Regions from separate parts of the Mus musculus genome. Here region 1 is linked to region 2. The links are chromatin contacts, called in public promoter capture Hi-C maps. All regions are on one chromosome and are shown on one strand. The core of a region is the stretch at or near the end of the contact, and the rest is flanking DNA. Distances in the headings are between cores, read along the strand shown.

Region 1 (5,669 bases), core at 1,219-3,718, 580 kb after region 2:
TTGTGCGCCACTGTGTGGGTGTTCCGAATTGAACCCATATCCTCTGGAAGAGCAACCAGTGATTGCCCTTAACTGCTGAGCCACCTCTCCAGCCCCTTAGATATTTTAAAACTGCATTTATTTGTTCATTAATTGTGTGCGTGTCTGGGTACATACGCATGTGGAGGTCAGAGGACACCATTTGGGATTGAACTCAGTCACCTGGTTTGCTGTCAAGCCATCTCGAAGTCCTTTGATAACTCAGGCCAGCTTTGCCTGCTCAAGCCATCTCGAAGTCCTTTGATAACTCAGGCCAGCTTTGGTCTTATTATCCTTCACCCTCAGCTTTTTAAAATTCGAGGATTAAATAGCCTTTCTCATTTTTTTATTGTCTTGTTTCTCTTCTCCTTTCTACTGTCCCCCAAACGAAGGCAGTCACTCAGGATAACCCCAATATTCGTAGGCATGCTCTCACTCACCTGAGTGATGTCGCCCTGTATCTGTATCACACCTGGCAGTGGAGCCATAGCCTGTAAGTCCACGGCCACCACCTGACCAGAACCCTGGCCCCTGTGGATAGCACATGTCAGCATCGGATTGACGCCCCACGCCTCCCCCGCCCCCCAGGTCACCCTCTAGCCCCTCCACTCACCCAACCTTCTGGCTCAGCACCTGGCTCCAGCTGCCTGGGGCTGCACACAAGTCAACCGCTCGCTTCACACCTGTGCACACACAGTGAAGACATACTGCTCAGCTGCATGACCAGAAGATGCGGCAAAAGTCACCTCTGTCCTGTGGAGAACCTATGTCTACCCACTGCCCCTGTGCCCTCCTCCTCCTCCTCTTTTGTGGTCTATCTCCTTCCCCGTCTCCGTGCTCCAAGTCAGCCCAGCTACTACAGTGAGTTCTTCAGAAGCAGCCTGCTCTTCCACTCCCAGGTCACTTAGCCCCCAGATTAGGCACCTTTGAAGAGTTGGAATTCCTCATCCAGTTGCAGGAGCTTGAAAGCGCTTCGGGCCCGCCAGCCATTCTCCTTGGCCAGGCGGTAGTAGACATCCCGTTTATCCTTAGATGTCCGTCCCATCTCAGTCTGCTGGCAGACAGTGTGTGCTGATGCTGTCCTGCGCAGGTCAAAGAAAACAAAGTACAGCTAACTGAGTTCATGGGTCCCACACGACAGTCAGCTCATTCAACACATGGAACCCGAAGCCCAGGACCTTATCATGAACTCTCAGGCCCTTTTTCTGATCACATTTAGGTCCCCATCTCTGAGGGACATCACAGACTCCACAGTTAACTGACAGAGGACCCACTACTGACTCTGCTCTCTTCCAACTACTGTCACGGACACACTACACAAGTAATCTCTCTCGCAACCATTTTCTCTGCCCATTTCATCTCTATCAACACCTGACCGTCTCTAGTTATTTCCATTATCTTTAGAGTCACAGAACCCTACTACTCCCTCCATTAAGTCCTTGCTTTTCACACCTATTACCCGACACAACCTCATTCCATCTCCCATAGCCTAATCTCTCTCTCTCTCTCTCCACTCTGCAGTCCACCAATTCCATCATAGATTAAGCTTCCAGTCATTAGTTACTACCACCTTAATCCCCACTAATGCCTGGAGGACCATGACCTGTTAGGGCTCCATTACACCAATTTACCAGCTCCATTAACTCAGCCCTCCAACCAACCTCTCAAAGATCACACGAGTGGCCTTTGGGATCCTTTGCATCAATACAAAGATTACCTCTGTCACTCATATAGCTTCTATTTTGTCTTTCGTCACTGACCCCATTAGTTTAGCACTCTGCCTACGCACCTGTTATTCTCTCCAGAACCTCACCAATACGATTACTATGTAAACTGCCAAATAGCCACCACTTTTATTATTAGCCTTCATTAATTTTCCAGCAGACACAGCACCACGAGTGTAATACCTTCAAGACCCATCTTTTAGTAACATCCCTAAGACCATCTGCAGAGCCTCAAAGACCATCAGCCCATCAGAACCGCCAAATACCCTTCAAGTCGGCCCAGCAGATAGCAGATCAGTTGTGTAGCTCTATGCTGCACCCCGTTCGAGTTCACCTAACAATCTAGTTCCCTGCTCTAGGCAAGCTTCTCGGGGCTTGACTGAACTATGCAGCTGCAGTACCGAGAGTGAATCCCCTCATCCCGAGTTGGAGACAGGGCAGGCATGCCTCCAGTCTCGGTCCCTTTCAAGTCATCAGTGCCCTAGGACCTACCTCAGCTCTTGGATACAGAGCGTGGCTGTTCACCAGCCTCGAGAACAGTTTGCAAACTGAAAATTACAGACTCCAGTTGGTGTTCGGAGTGGACCCGAAGGCCTGTCGTACACGCCTAGAGGTTGTCGCCACGCGGTAAAGTTTGCTTTGTAAAACAGTTCAGTTCCACGGAGATCCAGACCGGAGCACAACGTATGACGTTAGTCTCGTCATCTTGTGTCGACATATCCCGGTCACAGGAACTTCAGTTCCCAGAATGCAACTGACATCGTCTGGCCAATAGTTTTGCAAGGCTTGTGAACCGGCTCTTTGTTCTTTGTTTCAAGGCCAGGGTCCTATAGCTGCGATCCGGAGCAAGATCCTGAGTTCTCGGCTAGTCTGGCTACACGGAGAGACCTTGACGTGGGAAACTTCCACCCCTCCCCCATCGCCCGCTCACTCAGACAAGATAACTTACTTGGCCGCCTTTTCCCTTTTACATCGGGACGGTTATTTAACCTATGTACTACATTTCCCAAAATTCAGCGGGCACGACCACGCCCATTTTTCTTTAAGTCTGGAGGGAAAGGAAATTACGCAAAGGGGGTGGAGCGTGACCACGCGAAGTGAAAAGTCTGTTGCGAAAGCAAGCTAACCTGGAGGCTACGGCGAGCAATTTTGAATTTTACTACCGGGAAGCTACCGCATACGATTTGCAATTTTGAATCCTACTTCTACCGGTTGACTGAAGTGCTTTCAATTTTGCCACCTTAGAACTTTAGTTTCCTCATCTGAAAAGAAGGGATAATCACCTATCTAGAATTCACGGTGTTAATCGGATGCACATCCTTTTCTAATTGTATATTTTCCAAATACTTTTTAATACATTTTAACCACCACCACTGCCCTCACCGCCTCCACCCGCACCACTGAAAAGCATGTCTACGGATTTGCGAGACGCACTGAGTAGAGGCTCTTGCCGCCAAATCTGACCACCCAAGTTCGATTCCCCATACACAAGGTCATGGATGGAAGAAGACTGATTCCTGCAAGTTGTCCTTTGATCCCCAACATGCGCACTTGTCACGCGCCCCCTCCCCCAAATAAATAAATAAATAAATAAATAAATAAATAAATAAACGGACGAACGAACGAATGAATAAATACATGTATGAATGAATAAAAGTTTTGTATTTTTTGTTTTTCCTTTTTCCTTCCTTCTCTCTCTTTCTTTCTTTCTTTCTTTCTTTCTTTCTTTCTTTCTTTCTTTCTTCCTTTCTTCCTTTCTTCCTTTCTTCCTTTCTTCCTTTCTTCCTTCCTTCCTTCCTTCCTTCCTTCCTTCCTTCCTTCCTTTCTTTCTTTCTTTTTGTTTTTTGTTTTTTGTTTTTTCGAGACAGGGTTTCTCTGTATAGCCCTGGCTGTCCTGGAACTCACTCTGTAGATCAGGCTGGCTTCGAACTCAGAGATCTGCCTGTCTTTGCCTCCCAAGTGCTGGGATTAAAGGCGTGCACCACCACTGCCCGGCGAATAAAAGTTTAAAGCATATATGCATGTATGAATATGTATATGTTCTTTAAAAATTCATTTTCTGAAGTGCTGAATTCAAATCCCAACAACCACTGAGCCATCTCTCCAGCCCCTATGTATGTGTTCTTGTGTGTGTGCTCATGTCATGACCTAGTGCATGAAACACAATAATTGAAAGTATTTACTGTGTATTAGGCACTATTCTAGTGCTCTCAGCAATGCGCTGGTAAATGGTTAACTGGCTTCTGGCAGGGTAGGGGATTGGGCCTGTTTGTAGCATTTGTTAGTTTCCATGGTTTACATATTATCTATCATCTGGTCAGATTTTAAGTCACCCATGTGTAGTCTAAACACAGGTGCAGCAGGACATCATTATGTATTAATTCGACCATACAAAAAGAGAAATGGCTTCAAGAACATAGGAAATGAATGCGATATAGTCAGATAACTGGGAAGTGATACATTTTGAGTATCTATTATGCATAAAAATCCTATCCACTTAATCGTTAAGTTCACAGTATTATTTTTCTTTCTCTTCCTCTCCCCATGGTTTCAACATAGGTCAAGCTGATCTCCAACCCACAAACCACTCCCCACCTGCCAAGTGCTGAGGTTTCAGCTTTTCCCACCCTAGTGTTCTGAATTTCTTATTTTATTTCTTTGAGACAGGTTCTCAGAGAGTTACTATGTAGCTCTGGGTGTCCTAGAACTCATTATGTAGTCCAGGCTAGCTTCAAATTCGCAGAGATCTGTTTGCCTCTGCCTTCTTAATGCTGAGATTAATCAGCATTTCATTTTAAAGATCAATTTAATTTTATATGTATGAGTGTTCTTTTTCTACATGTATATGCAGAAAACATGCACGTCTGCAGCTTAAGGAGTTCAGGAGGTGTCAGACCCTGGAATTGGAGTCAGGATGATGGTAAGCTATCATGTCAGTGCTGGGAACTGAAACTGGGTTTTCTTCAAGGGCAACAAGGACTTTTGACCACAGAGCCAACTCTTCAGCCCTAGCGTTTCAATATTAACAATAGTTATTTAACAGTCAGTTTACAAAATTCTCAAAATTGAACAAGCTTACTTGTGAAAACCTATATATGTTGTTTCCAGTGTACTGCTGAATTCTTAAAATGTTATTTTTAGGAGCTGGAGAGATGGCTCAATAGTTAAAATGCTCTTAATTCCCAGCAACCACATATGGGTGGCTCACAACCATCTGTAAAGGGATCTGATGCCCTCTTCTGGTGTGTCTGAAGATAGCAACAGTGTACTCACATACATAAAATAAATAAGTAATTCTTTAAAAAAGTTATTTTTAGATTTTATTTTGTTTTGTGTGTGTGCGTGTTTTTGCCTTCATATCTGTATGGGAATCAAAGGCATTCCTGGTGCCTTTTGAGGCCAGAAGAGGGCATTGGATCTCCTGGAACTGAAGAAAAATAGTAAATATTTTATATATTGTGTATCATGTATAAAACCTAGGCATCACCCTATACATATAACATACAGTGTATATGGTAATATGTCTCTATACATTTAGTAAGAAAACTATTAAATACAGGTATACTAGTAACTAGATAAGAGAATGTTTTAGGGGGCTGGTGAGATGGCTCAGTGTGTAAGAGCACCCGACTGCTCTTCCGAAGGTCCAGAGTTCAAATCCCAGCAACCACATGGTGGCTCACAACCATCCGTAACGAGATCTGACTCCCTCTTCTGGAGTGTCTGAAGACAGCTACAGTGTACTTACATATAATAAATAAATCTTAAAAAAAAAAAAGAGAATGTTTTATCTTTAAGGTAGGGTCTTCCTATATAGCCCACTCTGTCCTTAAGACTTGGTCCTCCTGCCTTAGTCTCCATAGCATTGGGATTACAAGTGTGACATACCATGGCCAGCAAATAGATGATGTTTTGTTGGGTGGCGAG
Region 2 (5,619 bases), core at 743-3,242:
TTTCTTGGGCCCCTTACCCCAGCGACAACTCTGGAGCTGCCTCTTCCTTCTACAAGGACAACAATGGAGGTGATCAGGTACAGGATGGTTGCTATGAGGGATCTGAAGAAGTCCTGCGAAGTGGGCCAAGAAAAAGGTGAGAGCTGCAGACCATTCCAACGTCCCAACCCCTGCCCAGCCCCGGCACTGCCGGCCCCTTTCTCACAGTCCAAGGCCAGTTGATGAATGATATCTTGGAGTGCAGGTCACACGTGTAGAAGACAAGTAAGACAGCAGCACAGATCATCTCAATCACCGACAGGGAGGAGTAGGCCGATGTTGTAGATGCACTGAAGCAAATCAAGATCACCAGGCACAGTATCTGAGAGGGGAGCAACGGAGCTCAATCAGCCACGGGTTAAAAGCAATGGTTTAAATTAGAAAAGAGGGAGCCGGGCTTGGTGGCGCACGCCTTTAATCCCAGCACTCAGGAGGCAGAGGCAGGCGGATTTCTGAGTTCGAGGCCAGCCTGGTCTACAGAGTGAGTTCCAGGGCAGCCAAGGCTATCTATACAGAGAAACCCTGTTTTGAAAAACAAAAAAACAAACAAAAAAAAATTAGAAAAGAGGGCTCTCAAACCTAAATATCCATGGGGGAGGGGAGGAAATCTACTTTCCAAGATGTAGCTCAGTGGCTGAGCATTTGCATAACATATGCAAGGCCCTAGGTTGCACCCACGCTCCAGAGACGGTAGGGGAGGATGGGGAAGAAAGAGAAAAAAAAAAAACATTTTTCTCAAATAACTACCAGGAGTGAGAAAATGACATCTGATAATTACGAAACACCTCTCGCATGCTCAGTGTTCTTCCAAGCATTGTCTAAGGGCTTTACACGTCGTATTCCACTTAATCATCACGAGAATCTAATGAGCTAGATACATTTATTTTACACAGGAGGAAAGTGAGTCACAGAGAGGTTAAGTGGCTTGCCCAGGGTCAACCAGTAAGAAAAATGCCGAATTATGTGCTTCAGTTCTCCTTTCCCTGAGGGGAGTGGCTCTGCCAGGTGTTTTGTGAGCGCTTGTGGCGCCAGCGTCCATGCCTTGAGGGGGAGGGACGTTCGGTTCCCCAGGCAACCCCTTTGGGAAGGGGGGGGGGGGAGACTGACACTAGAAGGGCAGGGCTCCGTTAAAGGAACCGCACCTCTTTTATGAGTGACCCAAAGGCGGTGCCCACTTGGAGGGGGATGGAAAAACCAAGGTTCCCTATAACCATCCAAAGAGCAAAGGACCTCCCATCCAGTCCCAAATGGGCAAGGAAGAACTGGCGAAGTGTGGAACGCCCTACCCTAGAGGGGACTAGCTCTACCCCACCCCAACAGGCCCCGCCTTTAGGCGCACTGCCAGCCCGCCAGCTAGTGCCCAGGCCGGCCACGCCCTGCCACGAGAGGCTCCCACTCCCCAGGACCCCTTCTCTCCGACCACTATGAACCTACACCCACACACGCACCCACACATCCCCAGCCCCCAACATTAGTTATAGATAACTCACCTCACCAGTGAACCACCAGCTCTCCACCCCTTCGCCCATGCCCCACCGAACGCCCTGCATCTTGGCTGGCTTCGACCCTCCTCCACAAACTCACCCACCTGCATCCCACTGGCAAGCAGCTGGACCACGTGCCTGCCTCAACCGCCACAGTCCCGTACCCAGTGGTCCAGCCTGCACACTCAGCCTCTACCCAACCTCCGGCCGGGGAACACTCACAATCTCAGCAAACAGGAGAATTCCCTTTTTGGTGCGCGAGAAGCTGGTGCAGGCTAACCAGCAGCCGGGGGCCGAGAGACGCTCAGAATCCGCCATGGTGGTGTACTGGAGTCCCTGGGACGCAGAAGCTCTGCTTTCTGGCTCACGGGTTCGAGGTCGCTGCACACCCAGCCGTCTGTCCCGCCGTCTGGCCGGGAAGGGGGCCCCCCGGGCAAAGGAGGGAATGAATCACCGCGCCTAGCAAAGCAGGCGGGGCCGGAGGGGGCCGGGCCAGGTGGAGGCCGCCCCGGAAGCCCCCTTTGCCCTGCGGCCGAAGACGATACGGGTCCCGCACACAGCCTTATCTACAAGGTGCCTGGAAACTCCAGGTACCAGGAGCAAGAATATGTAGACCCTTCACTTTTTCTTTCTTTCTTTCTTTCTTTCTTTCTTTCTTTCTTTCTTTCTTTCTTTCTTTCCTTCTTTCTTTCTTTCTTTCTTTCTTTTTAATGCAAAAGAGCTACCGAGGGAATCTGGCTTTGGAAGGGAGTGACTCGATTTTCTACTTTTGAACTTAGCCAAAAGGTCAAGAAGTAATAGTTTCCTTAGCTGAAAAAGGGGTAGCTGAGGCCCTGTTTAAACTCGAAATTCTCGAGGCCAGGTATGTTTCCTGAATTCGGAGTGCTCTGAATTTTAAAAAGTTTTCCCTTTGCATAGAGCAGTGGTTCTCCACCTGTGAGTAAGGACCCCTTTGGGGTCCAACGATCCTTTCACAGGGGTCCCTTGAGATCATCAGAAAACACAGATGTTTACACTGCAATTCCTAACAGTAACAAAAATGCACTTATGAAGTGGCAGCAAAAATAATGTCGTGGTCAGGAGTCCTACAGCATGAGGAACTGTATTAAAGGGTCGCAGTTTTAGGGAGGTTGAGAACCACCTAACAGGCAGGGTCTGAGGTAGTAAGACTTAATTCCCCCTGGATCTGGTGTAATTGTTCACAATAAGTGAGATGAATAAAAATTGAAAGGTGTTTCTGATTGGGTCAGGTCAGGTTCTGTAGTCAACTGGTACCAAACTGGGATGAGGAGGATGCAGTCAGTTCCCAGAGTTTGGGCAGTGGTGGTGACAGTGCTGCAGAGACTGGGAACGGAACCTGGTGATCGACCTGGTGGATACTAGTGACTATATCATCAGTCTGCTTCGAGCCTAGCCCCCCCAGTAACCCGTGCTGGCCAATTCCAGGCAAGACTTCTTCTCGGCCTCGGTACTGGACCTCTGTTTTATGGTTCTGAGAAGAGAGGCCAAACAAGCTTTAGGGAAAGACTAGAGAAAGCACACATTTTTGCTGAGAGTTGGGCAAGGTAAGGGGATGGTCTTTGAGTATAATTTGGGGTACAAACGTTGACTTTTTGAGGTGTGTTCCTAAGCAATTAATTAATTCCTTCTGGCCTTCGTCGTGTCTAACTCTGAGACATGTGCCTGGTTACCTGAAATCAGGACACTCCCCCCACCCCAATGTGTTCTGGACATTGGTTTATACTCAAGTATAACGCAATCACTGAAAGGCTAGAATTCACCCTAAGGTCCTGCCTGCCCCGCCCCAAACATAGGTCCCTTCCAAATGAAGAAAGGGGTTCCCTTTTACAGTCACCATTGTTGAGAGAATGCCTGAGTAATGGAAAGGTTGAAACATTTTCCCCAGTGTTGAGTGCCTGCATTCAAGCAGGGACAAATACCTGAACTTGTGGAACATGACAAACTTAGCTCTGGCCTCTGTACTCGCCGTTCTCATAACTGTCGTGCCCCTCCCCCACAGCGTTGGCTTCATTTGGCTTCTGGTCTTTCAGGTTCCACTTCAAAAGCTGTGTCTTCAAGCAGGCTAGCAGCCCACCACCCCTCCCACAGTCTAGCTGGTCCTTTTTGCTTTGATGTTGTTTGTTTGAGCCAGTCTCTCACTGGGTAGTCCAGCATGGCTTAGAACTCGTGATCCTCTTGTCTTGGCTGGCCACGTGGAGAAATTACAGGAATACAACAATCTCCAGCCATAACCTTTATTATTATTATCATTATTATTATTATTTCTGTAACTATCAATTCTCTTGGAAGTTATCTTTTATGGATTCTTGTCATTCTTGTCTGACACTGGTCTACTTTTACTATCCCTGGAGTCACTGTAGAACTACTCTAGAGCAGGTATATGGTCGAGGTTCAACTGGGACTTGTCAAATACGGTTAAGATTATGAGGAAAGGCTTCCAAACCAAGCTTTAACTAATCCTGCTTTGAGCTCTCCACCATCCAGTCTATTTGCGATCGCTGGGCCTCGTTTTCCCCCTTTGGGAAATGACCTAATGCTGAGTAGGCATGTAAGTAGATGAAATAAAAACCCCCATTAAAGCTAGTAGCAGGGTAAAGCTAAACTAAGTAAATGGTGGCTGAGGTTACTATATTAGTCCCCTGGGTGTGGCTGTTTAGGAACTGTGTACTAGAACCCTTTCCTGACTTCTGGGGAACCATACTCCCACTGTACTCTGAGTCACATGTCACCACACACTAACACTTCAAGTGCTCACTTTTTTATACCCCAGCTGCTAGCTGTCCCTGTTCGGATTGCAGTCTGCCCCACCCCACCCCCACTGCCACCTGAGACTCAGGACCTGTCATTTCTCCCCTTCCCCCCCTCCTCCTTATGGGGTGGGGGGGAAAGTTGCCTGTTTAGACCACAACTTCCCTCTTTGGGGGATGGGATTGAGGATGCAGGATGTGGTTAGCAGCAAGGTGACTGGACATTTGTAGCATTGGCCAGGACCTGCTTTGTGGCTCCCTGGGTTGGAGTCTACTGTCCATATAAGCTTTTGACAGTAGGATTCAACTCCCAGGGCGGAGGAAACTTTAGTCTCGTCCCAGGCTAGGACCGCCTGGTGCAGTTTGTCACCGTCTAAGGAAAAGAGGAGGCGTGGCCCAAAGACTTCTTCTAACAGCCCTTTTTAGCCTGGCCTACTGGAGGCGCTGACTCACACCTTCCCCGCTCTGTCTCCAAGTGGGGTCCAAGGCCCCAGCCCGCGCCCCTGGGACAGCAGTCTATACACCACAGTTAAAGCTAGTTTTTCCAAGCCGGAAGTGGGAGACCACAGACTCTGGGTGGAGGAAGGCGCCAGAATTCTAGATTTGCTATCTTGATGTCAGCTAAGGGTCTGAAGAATTCCATGCGGGAATCCTGAGTTTACTGGGACACTCCCACAACAGGCCTACTTCTGCATTCCCCACATCACAAGCAGTAATGTGCGTACTCGGAAAGTGAAATGAATGAATGAAGGGCAGGGATTAGCAAAGCAAACTGGGAAGCAAGCAGAAATAAAGACCCATCTGGAGGCATGAAGGAAGCTGCACGTAGCTTTCGGGTGGTTTCGAAGGGACTTCATCGAAACCAGATCAAGCCACCCCTCCCTTCCAGGGTGGACTGGGAAACCTCACCCCGCCTAGAGCACCTAGCAAGTCAGAACTGGATCCAACTATTTTATTACCTCCCGGTCGGGAAGGGACTAGGAGAAGCTGCGCGCACGCGGACGTGGGGGTGGTGGGGTGCGAGCGCTCTGGGCTCTGGGAGGGCCATACCACTGGCGTCTTGAAGGGGTGGGGACCACTCCACTGTGCAATGTGCAGTGGGAAGGTACTAAACCAGGTTAAAGCTCTAAGGGAAAAGCTTAGAGCCTGGCGGTCCTGCATGCTAGAACCTTATGGGACCTCACCTAGTGAGCACAAAGCTGTCTATTGGTGCTCAATGCCTCCGCCTTCCGGCTGCCATCTCCAGAGCAAGCTGCGCGCCCCCACCCCGAACCCCTAGAGCCCGCGAGAGCCGGTCCTCGCTGGGCACCAGCCAGGGCCCAGGGGTA

The links. Promoter capture Hi-C pulls out the DNA fragments that hold promoters and counts their contacts.
Region 1: a promoter capture Hi-C map of pre-B cells shows a contact between it and region 2, with 4 times the contacts expected there. The contact joins the promoter of Ftsj1 here to the promoter of Plp2 in region 2. A contact is called at or near these places in 4 of 39 promoter capture datasets (the C10 cell line, liver and pre-B cells) and 1 of 9 other capture datasets (pancreatic islet).

What each region holds. Positions count from the first base shown.
Region 1 is chrX:8,249,938-8,255,606 of GRCm38.p6, forward strand. Ftsj1 (FtsJ RNA methyltransferase homolog 1 (E. coli)) reads right to left here and starts at 2,469. Exons shown (of 13, transcript NM_001290430.1): 1 at 2,235-2,469; 2 at 943-1,100; 3 at 632-701; 4 at 459-549. The coding sequence starts at 1,063.
Region 2 is chrX:7,669,398-7,675,016 of GRCm38.p6, forward strand. Plp2 (proteolipid protein 2) reads right to left here and starts at 1,993. Exons shown (of 5, transcript NM_019755.5): 1 at 1,746-1,993; 2 at 206-361; 3 at 18-113. The coding sequence starts at 1,841. It overlaps Magix (MAGI family member, X-linked), which reads right to left. Exons shown (of 6, transcript NM_018832.2): 6 at 3,769-5,619. The coding sequence ends at 5,505.